Linked DNA regions of Macaca mulatta: regions 2 and 3 are each linked to region 1. A link is a contact called in public Hi-C data. All regions are on one chromosome and are shown on one strand. Each heading gives the region's core, a stretch centred on a gene start, on an enhancer-like site or on the middle of the called end of the contact. The rest is flanking DNA. Distances are from core to core; before and after follow the strand shown.

Region 1 (4,703 bases), core at 1,513-4,012:
GAATCTCTGGGGTTGGGCCAAGGAACCTGTCTTTCAAACACTCATTCCCAGATCATTCTGATTCCAGTGATCTGTAGATTGCATGGAGCAGCATAACTCGTCAGTGGTTCTGGTCTGTGGTGGTGGTTGGCAGCTGTTTTGGGGTGGTGGGGGACAGGTCAGATAAGCGTCTCCATTCATAATCTTCCAGCCCAGTAGGCTTGCAAAATTTGCACCATGCTTAGTTTTCAATTCAGGCTATTTCTAGGTTAATTTCTTAATTGAGCTATTTAGCTCAGCAGAGGACCTGAGATACCACAGATAAGAGAGCGGTTTAGGAGTAAGCATTAAATATCTCTGGCTGTGTCTCTTATTATCCTTTCCAGTCTCACTTATCTGAAGAGCCAGATTTCTCAAAGGACAAGTAACTCTAGAAGGGAGTATCAATGGGAAAGCTACGAATTCCTTGCCACACCCCCGTTACAGAACTATACTTGCTAGTAACTGAATCTCAAGAAACATATCAAGATGTTGAATGAAGACATTTCTCCTTTCTGTATTCCTGAGCTCCTGGGGTTACAAGAGCACAAGTTTAGGCAAACATAACTCATTTCTCTCTGAGGTGTCTCTTCACTTCTTGATGCACTGGAGATCCTTGTAGAATAATACATTAGTGATAATGAGTGTTGGGTGCTCACAAATCACCCACAATTCATTGGCTGAAGGCATCTTAAACGTGAACTTTTTGGCTTTTATTGTCTTTAGCTGCTTCTTTTAACGTACTTTAGTTTGAGTGTACAGATTTGGGGTTTTCAAACTTGTTTTTAATTAAGGCATGGTTTATTTTTATTGCTTGAGATAAAATGCAGTCTGAGGGTCACAAATGTAATTTACAAAATAAAGTGCATCTGGGCAGATCATAAGGAAAAAAAAAGAAAAAAGAACAGAAAGCCTAAATAAAGAGTGGGCCAGGATTCTTAAGTTTATTTAGTAACTTCTTGGAGAATAAAAATCCCAGCACCTGCATTATAAAAAAGCACATCTTCTAAGTGTCCTTCTCTTCGAAACACCTAAATGAACTAGACTGAATTACGAACTAACTAATGGTCTTTAAAAATTCACCTTGAGCAAGCTACTGAAGATACTAAATAAAAGAGGCTGGGACAGAGTCTGAGGAAACCCAACCTGCTGTTTGTTTTATCAGTAATGTAACTCAAAAGTAGCCAAGCGGATGGCCGGAGTTTTCTGTGTTTTGTTTCCCTGGGCTGAGCCTGTGAATGCCAAGATTTAATCTAAAGAGGTTTGTGTTTTAAAAACTAACAACCAAGTAATAAAACACCTATAAAAACGGTTTATAATGGAACCAGTGACAGTTTGCAGTGTAGTATTACAACTCTTCTGCTCCCCCTCGCCCTTTCTCTATCCTTTCATCCAACTCTGTGCCCTTTGTCTAAGTTCCTTTCTCACCTTGCTGCCAAGAAGCACAGGAGAGGGAGCTCACACCCCAAAGCAGCAGACCATTTTTAAAAAATGAAGTGTGTGTTGTGGTCTGCATTTGAAGACAGGGCTGCGTGTGCTGCTTGTTTTGTCTGAGATAAGGACGAAGATAAGTTGTCCTAACAAAGTACCCACCTAGTTGTACAGTGGTTTCTAATGGGGAGGTGAAGATGCCACTGCAGTGTCAGTGGCGTGAGGCTGCAGGAGTCAACCAGGGCAGGAAGCCTGGGGCCTCCCCTCCCTGGCACCCTGCATCGCCATGCCCGGGCCCAAGATGGCCCTGACTCCAGGGACAGACTTCAGGCAACAGGTGGTTTTCCACCCAGGCCACCATGCCTGAAACTTGGTTCTTTTGCAAAGCCATAGTTCTCCTCCCCCTCTCAAAGAAATGGCGCCTGGGAGGGAAACTTCGTGCTCAAACTCTCTAGGAGCCATTGCTCAGCCCACCTTTCCTATTTTCTTAAGTCTCCCTTGCCAGCATCCCATTCACCTCCGGAAAGAATCAGGGGCGCTCTCTTCAGAGTCCAGAGAGCTCTGGGAGGCATGTGGGCAGCGTCAGAGTGGCCTCGCCTGGGCGGCCAGAGAAGCCCCCAGTCTCCCTCAAGTGGGCCTCAGGAACTCGGGGGGCCCAGGGGAAGCCTGGAAAACCGAACTTCGCCATCAGCCTTCCTTAGAGCGCTGACTAAAAGAGAGGGGGGAAGGGCCCCCCAGCGGTCTTCCCCGCCCCCCTCCCGCCTCAGCCCCTCTGCCATCCGTCTGCACCGCCCAAGAAAGCACCCAGAACGCGGCTGAGCTCGTCAGCTACTCGCAGGCAGGGAGAGGGCATCCTGGGGGGCAGCTTCCCCCTCCAGCCCGCATCTGACATCCCCACTCCCACCCAAGGATGCCGCCGCCGTGCCCTGTCCGCAGTCGCTGAATGTCACTGCTCCCTCTTCCTCCCGATCAGGGTAGACACAGCTCTTCAGGCGTCCCCCACCCCAAAACTGCCGCGATCGCCCGAGGGCGCAAAGCCTGGGCAAAGGACGAAGTTTGGGGCCCATAGCGACGGGAGGGGGGGCGCGTTGGCGAGGACCGCACCTCAGTCCCAGCCCCGGCGGGCACACTCCCCGCCCCAAACGGCCCAGGCGTCCCCATCCTCCCGCGGACACCAGCGTCCCCGCCCACCCCCGAGGGCGGCGAGAGGAGCCCCCCGGGGCGGAGGCAGGTACCCCCGGGGCGGAGACTGGGGCGGGCGGGGTCCGGGCTGCGCCCCCGGCCAGGCCGGGCGGGCTGGCGGGCGGCGCGGGGGGAGCGGGGCTGGGCGGCGCTGCCTCGGGCTCTGTGCGCTGCAGCCCGGAGCCGAGGAGGAGGAGGCGGAGGAGGAGAAGGAGGCGGCGGCGGTGGGTCCCGGGCGGGGGGAGCGCGGCGCTGCGGACCCGGGCGGCTGGCAAAGGACGAGGCGGAGGCTGAGGAAGGCAGCAGGGAGACCCAGGCTGCAGCAACAAAGGGCAGCGAGCGATTGGCCGGGCTGCAGGCGAGGTTAGCCGGGGACCGGGGTGGCCGGAGGCAGCGGCGAACGGTGCACGTGCTTGCAGACACGGGCGAGTGTGGAGCCGGGGGGTGCACGCCCGGTGGGTAGGGGCTTGCTCCCCCGCGGCATGGGATGGCGAGGAGGCTGCAGCGACATCGTTCTGCCTGCACCCGGCCTGGGGCTGGCAGGGTAGGGGTGTGTTGGGGGGGGAAGGATGCGAGCCAGGGGGCGGGCGAGTAGTCGCCCGGGACGGGACGGGAGAGAGGGTGGAGGAGGGGGCGGGATGGAACGCTCCGGGCGGCGCGCCCGTCCGCGCACTCCAGCAAAGAAGCTGGCGACTGAGAACCTCGAATTTTAACTTCGCGTGCCCGCCCGCGCGCGCCCGCCCGCGCCCACCCCTAAATCCTGCGGCCGCCGCCAGCGATCAGCTCTCACACAAACTTTAGCTGCGGGCTAGGGGGTTTGGGGTTGAGTGGGGGAGGGGAGAGGGAAAAGGCCTCCTGATTGGCGTCGTCTGCAGCCAATAAGGCCAAGCTCCCCTGCTGCGAGTAGACCCAATCTTTTCCTAGAGGTGGAGGGGGCGGGTAGGTGGAAGTAGAGGTGGCGCGGTATCTAGGAGAGAGAAAAAAGGCTGGACCAATAGGTGCCCGGAAGAGGCGGACCCAGCGGTCTGTTGATTGGTACTGGCAGTGGACCCTCCCCCGGGGTGGTGCCGGGGGGAGGGTGATGGGTCGAGGGGTGTGTCTATGTGGAAGCGAGATGACCGGCAGGAACCTGCCCCAATGGGCTGCAGAGTGGTTAGTGAGTGGATGACGGACAGACCCGTAGGCCAACGGGTGGCCTTAAGTGTCTTTGGTCTCCTCCAATGGAGCAGCGGCGGGGCGGGGCCGCAGCTCGGGTTTAATGAGACTCCATTGGGCTGTAATCAGTGTCATGTCGGATTCATGTCAACGACAACAACAGGGGGACACAAAATGGCGGCGGCTTAGCTCCTACCCCTGGCGGCGGCGGCAGCGGTGGCGGAGGCGACGGCACCTCCTCCAGGCGGCAGCCGCGGCTTCTTTCTCAGGCAGCGGCAGCGCCCCCGGCAGGCGCGGTGGCGGTGGCGCGCAGCCAGGTCTGTCACCCACCCCGCGCGTTCCCAGGGGGAGGAGACTGGGCGGGAGGGGGAAACAGACGGGGGGATTCAGGGGCTTGCGACGCCCCTCCCACAGGCCTCTGCGCGAGGGTCACCGCGGGGCCGCTCGGGGTCAGGCTGCCCCTGAGCGTGACGGTAGGGGGCGGGGGAAAGGGGAGGAGGGACAGGCCCCGCCCCTCGGCAGGGCCTCTAGGGCAAGGGGCGGGGCTCGAGGGCGGAGGGGGCGGGGCGGGATCGGGTGGGGGCGGGGTTCGGGGAGTCGGAAGGCGGGGGCTGCGAGGGAATTTCTGAGTGGGAGTGAACTGGTAGGAGCGGTGGGGGCCAGCGAGGGTGTGAGGAAGACTAGTGAGGGTTGGGTGGGAGGGGAAGCTGGAGGTGTAGAACAGGTGCTGAGGGAGAGTTAGGGAGGGATGCAATTTGAGAGAAGTGGAAGGCGGACCGAGGGGTGTGTGAGGGCAGGTGAGATGATGCCGAAGGCGAGATTGCAGTTGTCTGGGCGCAGAGTAGGTGGGTTTGGGTGTGGTGGATTGGAGCAGAGTTGAAGCGGTGGAGAGTGTTGGGTTTGGGGAGGCATTGAGG
Region 2 (4,377 bases), core at 850-3,349, 190 kb after region 1:
GCACACCTACCCACAGAACCATGGAACTATCTGGTAAATCCCAGCATGGTCGGTCAGCTCAGAGACACGGGCACACCACACAGCATTGGAGGAGTCATGCACCTGCCATACATCTTCCACTGCGGAGGTTGAAGGAAGACCATTCCGCCCTGGAATGGACTTGGAGGGGTAGGGACATTCAGTAAGAAAAATCAGTGGCCCCTTGGGGAAGAGCTTAGCGCTGGAGGTCTGCTGAGGAGCTTGTGGGATCCCAGAGAAGAGAGATCTAAGAGAGGGGCTTAGAGTAACAGGCTGGAATGTGACCCAGGGCAGCCAGCCTCCTTCCCCAAAGACACGCTGTCTCCATGCTCAGGGTTTCACTGGGTCAGGCCATTTTTCCAGAGACACACTTGAGTCTTGTAAAATATTTGAGTCTTTCATCTGTCTCGGGACTGTCCCTGGGCTCTGCGGAAGCCCTTACCAGTCATTGTTTCTGTGGTAGCATGGGCTTGCCATTTCCTAAGGATAGTCCTTGAAGTTAAGGACTAAGGGGCCAAAGGGAATTTGGGGACACAGAACTGTGTTTGCTGGGAACTTTGTTGCCATTTCTTAAGACCACTCCTGAGGCAGAATTTTTTTTCGTGGCCTCTTTCTTTAATTCAATTTGTATCTGGGTGGTTAGCTGGGGGGAGGGGAGAGGAAGGAAGGGTGGGATGAGAGGAGAGCTTCTGTCTGAGTCCATGGAATGGTTTTCAGGTTCCTCAGACAAAAGTAGGAAAAGAAAGTTAGCTTTTCTCAATCTGATTCTATAGAGCAGTCTGTCTCTGTTGCTTTCCTTCTGTCCAAATTTTATTTATTTCCCCTACCTTAAGGATATTTAGTTACCCAAATGATCACCTTGAGAGTTGATTCATTCAATATGTTGAATAATAATCATAGCTAACACTTATTAGGATTACTGTAATGTGTCAAGCACTGTTCTGCATGCTTCATATTAACTCAATCCTTACCAGAACTGTAAGAGTTAGGTACAATTATTATTCACATCATATGGATGAGAGATCTGAAGCACAGAGAGGTTAAATAAAATCCCCCAGGTCACACAGCTGGTACATGGTGGACCCCAGATTCCATTCTGGGCAGTCTGGCTCCAGAGCCCATGCTGTTCACCCACCCATAGAGCCTTTCACGATCTGTCATGTTGTATGCAATATATGACATATTGTTTTTAAATACCAGTGCCCTGTTGCCCAACTTCAAAAAATTCTCATCTTTGTTTAATGTACATGGTCTCAAAGTATGGTTCAGTGAGTCTACAACGTCATAACTATTTTCCTAGTAGTACTAGGATACTCTTTTTCCTTTTTCCTTTCATTTTTTCATGAGTATACAGAAGAGTTTTCCAGAATGTCATGACCTGTGGTATCACAACAGATTCAATACCAAAGCAATCTATGAAATCTAGCAAGCCGGGTGTGGTGGCTCACGCCTGTAATCCCAGCACTTTGGGAGACTGAGGTGGGAGGATCGCTTGAGCCTGGGAGTTTGAGACCAGCCTGGGCAACATGGGGAGACCCTGTCTTCTTGAAAAAGAAAAAGAAAGAACAAAATAGAGAAAAAGGGAGAAAGAGAGAATCTGACTGGCTTCTCTTAAGCCAGAAGTTAAAGAAATTTGCAAAACGTGAAATAATGCCACTCTTATTCACTATAAATTTTATTTATATTTTAGAAAGTGTAGGGTATTTTTTCATTTAAAAAATGTTACATAATAGGTTTATTGTTATCTTTTAACTAAATTAATATTTATCAAATTTCTCAGTAAAATCAATAGATAGAGCCCTTATAAGCAAAAGCTCTTTGAGTCCTGAGACCAAAGCGTTTGAAAACCACCGATTTAAAGTATAAACCATTGCTATTCAAGTGTGGTCCATGCCACAGGAAGTTGTTAGACGTGCAGAATCTCAAGCCGCACCCCAGACCTACTGAACCGGAGTCCGTGCTGTTAAGCAGAGGCATAGAACGTCTGCACAAAGCGATTTGGCAACTCAGTGACCTCTAGCCAAATTTCAGTTTGGTGGGGCTTTGGCGAGTCCATTCTCCAGTTATCTGCCATCCAAGGAGCTGAGTGAGGTCTCACCTATTTGAGACTCTTCAGTCATACATACTCTCTTCAGTGGCCACACCCTCATCAAAGCCAGCAGCTTCAGAGCAGGTTTCTAGCAGTGGTTTTCAAACTTGGGTACATCAGAATCACTTGGGGGATTTCTGAAAGCACAGATGCTGGGCTCTGCCTCTCCCCACCAAAGATTCTGATTCAGCAGGTCTGAGATAGGTTCTGAGAATTTAAAGTTCTAGCAAGTTGTCAGGTGATGTTGATGCCACAGGTCTCCACACTGAGATCTTGATAAGCAGCATTTATTCAAGTTCTTATATAATGACGTCATGCCCATAGGACTTACAGGAGAGAGTTCTTTTTTTTTTTTTTTTTTTTTTTGAGATGGAGTCTGGCTCTGTCGCCCAGGCTGGAGTGCAGTGGCCGGATCTCAGCTCACTGCAAGCTCCGCCTCCCGGGTTTACGCCATTCTCCTGCCTCAGCCTCCCGAGTAGCTGGGACTACAGGCGCCTGCCACCTCGCCCGGCTAGTTTTTTGTGTTTTTTAGTAGAGACGGGGTTTCACCATATTCGCCAGGATGGTCTCGATCTCCTGACCTCGTGATCCGCCCGTCTCGGCCTCCCAAAGTGCTGGGATTACAGGCTTGAGCCACCGCGCCCGGCCAGGAGAGAGTTCTTAAACTTCCACAGTTTCAACACCAATCTCTTAAAATGTAAAATATCTGAAAAATTCAAAATTTCCATCTTTGCCAAGAAGGCACCTGTATCTTTTAATAAGTGGAAAGCAGTAAGATATCAGGCAGGTCACAGGTCATTTAGAGCACGGCTGTTCTCTTAAAATGCTGTGAGGACTAAGGTTCAGCTTCCTCTGCACTAATTGCAAAATCACCACAAAATTTAAACGAGGAGATATAAATAGGCTGTCAGGTTCATTTATCATTATTTAAACTGATAACATGCCATTCATCCACTTGGTCACAGTGCTGCTCTGCACCAGAAACCAGGAACAGATGAGCGTACAGACCAGTGAATTGCCATCTCCAAGCATGAGATAACTTGGTTAGAGTCATCAGATTTCCTGTGCTCAAAAGCTGCCATAAATCCCTGGCCTGGTGTCTGTTCCCAGGCTTGCAAACCCAGTGCTGTCGACTGATACAGACCTTTCAGCAGGATTTGCTGAACTAAACAGGTGTCTGATGAAAAGTGTGTAATCCTCAAAGATTATCATCCCCTAAAAGCAGCTGGTGACCCCAAACTCACATAATCCAGACAGATGGAAGTTGGGAGTGAGTAGGTTGCCAAAGTTTACACTTTGGTGTTTGAGGAGGTTCATATGGTTTGGTCCCAGGTAGTGGAAGATGGAGGTGTGCAGGGGTGAGGGTGTCTGCCCCTGTCAGGGGAGATCCCTGTCCCTATCCATGCCCTTCCCTGAGAACACGATTCTACTATGGTCCATTTACACCCTTGAATACCACTAGTTTAAAGGGAAGGAATTTTCATTTTCAGTGAACGTTAACATTACAGTTATTATGCTGGGAATTAAATTTAATTTGGGTATTTGGGTCTGCAAAAACAAATCTTGACCTTGTCTAGATAGTTCCTTCCTTATCCTAATAGATCCGTCTACATGAGGTAACTCTCTACCACTTTGATTTTCTCCCCCTGGGGGAAAGTTAACTGTTTCAAACTCCAGGGAATCAGGGCTAGTTAACATGAGATTTGATTGTCTTACTACAAGTAGTTCAGCCTTAACAGAGGTGAGGCACACTTGGGTTCCATGCAGTACAGCTTAGAAATGCTTACTTTTTATAGACAGAAGTTGCACTGTTCTTCCTTTCCCTTTAAGCAGACATCTTGATAATCTTTTGAATTGATTATGTGGCCTGTATACTGCAACTCAGATGTCACTTTCCCCAGGATAAGTAATTCCAGTAAAGCAAAAGAGGAAGCCAGCTTTTGCTATGATCAAGATAGTTGATGTGGATGAGGGGTTTATGGGCTACCCCGTTTTCAATTACAAGGCTCCCACTCACAGTGTAGGTGCTGTTCACCAGCACCTCTGGCTCACAGACAAGTTCAAGGGAATAATTTCACCAGCGATTAATTATACTGCAGCTACTGGGATTTGTCCTCCAAACATCACTTTGTTTTCCATCTGAAACAGCCAGGTTTCTCCAGGGAGAGCTGAGGTTTTCTGATTGAAAGTATCCCGAGTTAAGGAGAAGTGTTAAAGCACCATGGGAATCTGTTCGTCAGGGGTATATTGTACTTGTTTCAGATGCTTCA
Region 3 (5,087 bases), core at 2,214-4,713, 250 kb before region 1:
CTGTCTTACTCTTCTGCCCACCATCTATGCCTATTCTTTCTTGCTTACTTTCTGACCTCATGCCTTTTCTTTCTGCCTCTGCATGTCATGAATCTGACAACTAAAATTCTGCTTAAAATTCTTACTGGGTCAAACTGTTCCCTCGTGTTGTTTTGTTTGTTTTGCTGACAGGGAAAAATAAATGTTGTTCCATCATTGTATCTACAAACACCTTCAGATCAGAGGTTAGCTGTGGGAAAGTCTGCAGTGATATGAGCCAGCTGTCTTCTCTAATGGAGTGACTTGGGGCACCAGTCCAAGATCAAAGGAAGGTGGGAGGAAGTCAGAAGATAAGATCATTTTAAGCCACAGAACAACAAGCTTAGCTTTTCTGGTGATAGGGTACAGCTCAGCAAACCTGTGTGAGGGGGCACTAAGACAGAAAATTGAGTTGACTTTTCTTAAGTACATCTTTCCTCAGTCAGAAATATGTTGCTGCTTGAAATAGTTTACAGACATGGAAGTGTCCTAGGGCCTGGTTTCCTTAAAAGATAATAATTTGACATTTATATATGTGTCTTCTTGCAATTAGCTCCATACCATAACAGATCACAGTTAATTTTTAAAAATAATTTTTTTGGGCTGGGCACAGTAACTCACACCTGTAATCCCAGCACTTTGGGAGGCCAAGGCAGGCGGATCACCTGAGGTCAGGAGTTCGAGACCAGCCTGACCAACATGGTGAAACCCTGTCTCTGCTAAAATTACAAAATTAGCTAGGCATGGTGGGTAGTCCCAGCTACTCGGGAGGCTGAGGCAGGAGAATCGCTTTAACCCAGGAGACGGAGGTTGCAGTGAGCCAAGATCGTACCACTGCACTACAGCCAGGGCTACCAGAGCAAAAGTCCGTCTCAAAAAAAAAAAAAAAAATATATATATATATATATATATATACACACACACACACACACATAATTTTTTACAGTTAATTTATTTGTATGAGCAAAACTGGACATTAAAAAAATTTTACTATATGTGAATTTTGAGTGTTTATGGCTTAGTGCAATTTTAGTCCTACAGATTCTTCCTTTGAACTTTGTCTTACAGTCCCCAGGGGTTCTCTCATGTCTCTGATGAATATAAATAAGTGGTTCTAGTATAGCTTTTTTGTTGTCTTTTTCATGTAAGAATTTGCTTGGTTCAGAGTGACAGCTTGGGAAGCACTACATCAATAGCTTCTGAACCTTATCCTATTCCTTGATATCGCAGCCAGCAAATGTTATTGACTATGTGATGTACAAAGCTCTAACCTTGCTTGCACAAATTGACCAGTTGTCAAGATCAATATTTATTTGCTTATTTTTGTCTACATGAACTAAGGCTAACTTGGTCAGGCTTATGTTTCTCTAGTAAATAGCGTAAGGAGTTGTACTTTCAGCTTAACACTTTCTGTTGACTTCAGTGTTTAGCTGTAATCATACATTTTGACCTTTCTAAATCCTCAAAATGGTTCTCTAACCTATAGGTTATCAGTACATTGGACCATAGGTGCATACATGTATTTTTTTCCCAATGTCTTCCCAAATTTCTGCTGAAGACACTGACTATACTTTCTGCCTTACATGGCTTGATGCTGCAGTCGTTTTAGTTGAGTTGGATCTGCTCACTACTCAGGCTCAAATCCCATCCTTCTATTAATATCTCTTGGCAAAGATAATTTTGGAAGAATGTAAGTTAAGATGTAGAGACTCTTGACAGTTGTCTGCAGTTTTTTTTTTTTTCAAGAGGGAAGTAGAGTTGAAAAGTAATATTGCCTCCCTTTCTATCAGTCCCAAAATTAAAGTATATGCACAAAGAGTAAAGAAAAGGAAAGGATTTCATTACACATATGTATTTTTGTCATTCAGTAACCTGTTATAAGAGCCTTAGGGTATATAATAATCATCAGATGGTGTCCTTGAGATATTTAAAATCTAGAAGAACTTCGTGTACTAAAATTTTTTAACCATATGAATTTTTAATGCTCAACTATTGTTACCCTGTCATCTTATATTAAAGAGGATTTTTGGACTGTTTATTATAAAAAAATTCTAACAAAAAAGGAGACATTGAACCCCTACATAGCACATACACCTAGATTTAACACTTGTTAACATTTTGTCACTTTTGCTTCACTTTAATTTTTGTCTGCAGTATTCTAAAATAAATTACATATATCATGACATTTCATTCCTAAATACCTCAGGATTCATCTTAAGAATTAAGGACTTTTAAAATCAACCTGATAATTCCTAATATTATCTAATTTCCATTTCAGATTCAGATTTCTCCCCTTGTCCCAAAAATATCATTTGTAGCTAGTTTGTATAAACCAATTAAGGTTTATACATTGTTCTTGGTCATTTTCCCTTTTCTCCTTTATCATTACATTGACTTGTTAAAAACATTAAGCTAGTTGTCCTGCAGAATATCCTACCCTAGAAATTTTTTCAATTGCTTTTTCTGTATATACTTTAACTTGTTCCCCTATCCTCTGTATTTCTTATAGGCTGCAAGTTACTGGACTAAGGTTTTGATTAATTCATGTTTAAGTATTTAAGTCAGAATACTTTATAGGTGATGCTGTGAACTTCACACCGCATCATAACAGAAGGCAAAGAATATTTGGTGATCCCACTATTAGTGATGATAAGTGATAGCATCGATCACTGGGTTAAAGTGATGACAGCTTGATCCTTCCATTATAAAGTTATGCTTTGCTCCCGTGACCAGCATAAAATCTGAGATACTTTGATTCCATGGAAATACCCAGTTTTCTATCATCCTTTTTACCCAATGAATTTAACATCTACTGAGGATCCTTGCCTGCGTAAGTTTCATTATGAGGATTGCAAAAAGATGATTTTTCTGAATTTATACATTTATTAGCAGGCATTCTTCTCTACATAAGAGCTTTTTGAGAGGTATTGTTTTAATTAAAAACACAACCACCAGCGTATTCCTTGGATTGTCTTTCTTTGCTGAGGTCAGAACACCTGAACTCACTGTGGCAGCTACAGTAAAAACATGTACTACATCTTCTTTATTCCAACTTGTGAAGTGTGTTGACATTAGGCTGCCTTTTTATTATTATTATTATTCCAAGGGAAAAAAGAAATCTTTATTGCTGTAAGAATAAAAATTGAACTATGTGGGTATATTGAGATAATTGTATAAAAAAGAAGACTGAATGAGTTTCAAAAAATGGATTATTTCTTCATTACCGAGCACTTTATAATTAACTGTTCTTTTTTTTTTTATTTCAGGAAGCTGCCACTTTTGCTAGAGAGCAAGGCTTTGAGGTGAGTTAACCCACAATTGCACACTAAACAGATCCTAAAGGTTTTTTCTAGCTGATAATGAAGTTCTTTTGGACAGTGATTGATGTGCTATTATACTCTCAGAGCCTCGCAGCAGTTGCCATGGAAACTTGGCAGTCGTCATGGTTTCTTTGTTCTGCCAGCACAGTGTTATGACGCACTCTGCTAGGTCTGCACCCAACATCGCCTACAGATGTTATTTATTGAATTTTGAAAAGCCTCTTGGGAAGCCAAGAGGTTGGGCACGGTTTCAAGCTGCCTCTGCAGATACGGGGCCTGTCAGTTTGTTCAGTTAAAAAGCTACCTCATTAGCTGCATTACATTTCATAAGGATTCACTGCTAAAGCAGTGGTGGAACAAGACCAAATAATGAAATATAATGTCATTTAAATAATTTCAGCCCCATCACATGTAGATTATCATTATGCAAATTAATTTCTAAAAGGTTGTACTTAACAGTTGTTAGGAACTGATTAATTTAAATCCTGCTTTTATAAACTTACTGTTTGAACCTATCTTTTCTTCTCTCTCCCTCTTTTTTTCTGGGGAGAGGGAGGTAGCATAAAATATACACACATTTTCTGAAATAAAATATCAATAATTGGATTTAATGTCTAGGTCCTAATTCTGTTTTCCTGATACAAGTATTATCCTGTCAAGATTCAAAACTCCATGTGGTCGTTGTTGGCAAAATTGAGATAACCATGTTTTTTATCTGTATAATACCCCTCTTCCAACTGATTGTTAGAAAACACTGACTAATATGAACCCAGGTTAACTGACAGAGAATTAACTAAGTTGGAGTCTTTTATGAGTATGATATTTATTGAGTGAACTATGTAGAATGCTGTGTTCTTACAGCAACTTAAAATGTTTCAGGGTAGTAATTTTTAAAAATTTAATCTAACCACAGCCGAAATGTAGGAACTTTCTTTTTATTTGCTTATTCAGTATTGTCTATCAAGTAGGGAAGAGGTGAGTGGTGATTGGATAGTATTGGTAAGGACTAGTAAGCTCACTTTGAACTCTAGAGAAAGATATTATGTGAGTTTGTGAAACTCTTGTTTAAATGTAGTAAAGGCAGATTATCAAGCAACAAAGTAATACATGTGCATGTTATTCATGTCATCAGACTTGACAAACCAGACATAGAGCTTCCCCTTCATAGAGGAAGGCAAGGAACATGTGATACAGACACTCCATTTGAAAGACCCTATAAAAGAACTACTCCAGAATAGGAAAACTTTGCTTCTCAGTATTCAATTATTAGGAACTGCGATAGTTTCTTACAAGTTTGCTCTTTTGTGCTTTACCATATTATAGTAAATCTAGGGTTAAGTCACATACAGAAAAAGGATTTCCAAGTGGTGGGTTTTTTTCTAATTTAAGTTTCACGTTTTAATTTCCCAAAATGGTAATTATATGTAGAACAAAATGTAATCACGGGAATATTCAATTAAAAAGTCAAATGTTTTGATCATAAGAATATAAATAAAACTTTTCAGGAGTTTTTTAAAGTTTTATTTATTTTAAGTTTTAATATTTAAAAAATTATATTATATGTTGATACATCAGAATTCCCCATAGAAAAAACTTTCAGAATATACATTTGTATCCTGTCAGTTTACTGTATTACCATAAAAAATGTATTTTTGGTTCTATAAAATAACCAATTTTGTAGATACTTAGAAATATAACTTGTGTAACAAATAATCATGATCCTGTAGTGTCTACATAGCAGTTTTTAAA

What was found. A called contact is a pair of places that touch in the nucleus more often than the background predicts.
Region 2: a Hi-C map of CD4 T cells shows a contact between it and region 1, with 4 times the contacts expected there. The contact joins the enhancer-like site here to the promoter of KAT6B in region 1. A contact is called at or near these places in 5 of 14 Hi-C or Micro-C datasets (CD4 T cells, blood, fetal cortex germinal zone and 2 more).
Region 3: a Hi-C map of fetal cortex germinal zone shows a contact between it and region 1, with 2.3 times the contacts expected there. The contact joins the enhancer-like site here to the promoter of KAT6B in region 1. A contact is called at or near these places in 2 of 14 Hi-C or Micro-C datasets (fetal cortex germinal zone and fetal cortical plate).

Annotation. Positions count from the first base shown.
Region 1 is chr9:74,784,061-74,788,763 of T2T-MMU8v2.0, reverse strand. KAT6B (lysine acetyltransferase 6B) reads left to right here and starts at 2,762. Exons shown (of 17, transcript XM_077946539.1): 1 at 2,762-2,994.
Region 2 is chr9:74,598,588-74,602,964 of T2T-MMU8v2.0, reverse strand. All of the region lies in intron 12 of KAT6B (lysine acetyltransferase 6B), which reads left to right. Among named protein-coding and RNA genes, the nearest start is that of DUSP29, 60 kb to the right of the region's middle. Within about 2 kb of position 2,099, at least 6 of the 40 cell types and tissues checked have an H3K27ac peak or open chromatin away from gene starts, as enhancers often do. A contact at or near this core is called in CD4 T cells and blood, where this site is marked.
Region 3 is chr9:75,031,412-75,036,498 of T2T-MMU8v2.0, reverse strand. It overlaps ADK (adenosine kinase), which reads left to right. Exons shown (of 11, transcript NM_001266651.2): 8 at 3,285-3,320. Among named protein-coding and RNA genes, the nearest start is that of KAT6B, 250 kb to the right of the region's middle. Within about 2 kb of position 3,463, at least 23 of the 40 cell types and tissues checked have an H3K27ac peak or open chromatin away from gene starts, as enhancers often do. A contact at or near this core is called in fetal cortex germinal zone and fetal cortical plate, where this site is marked.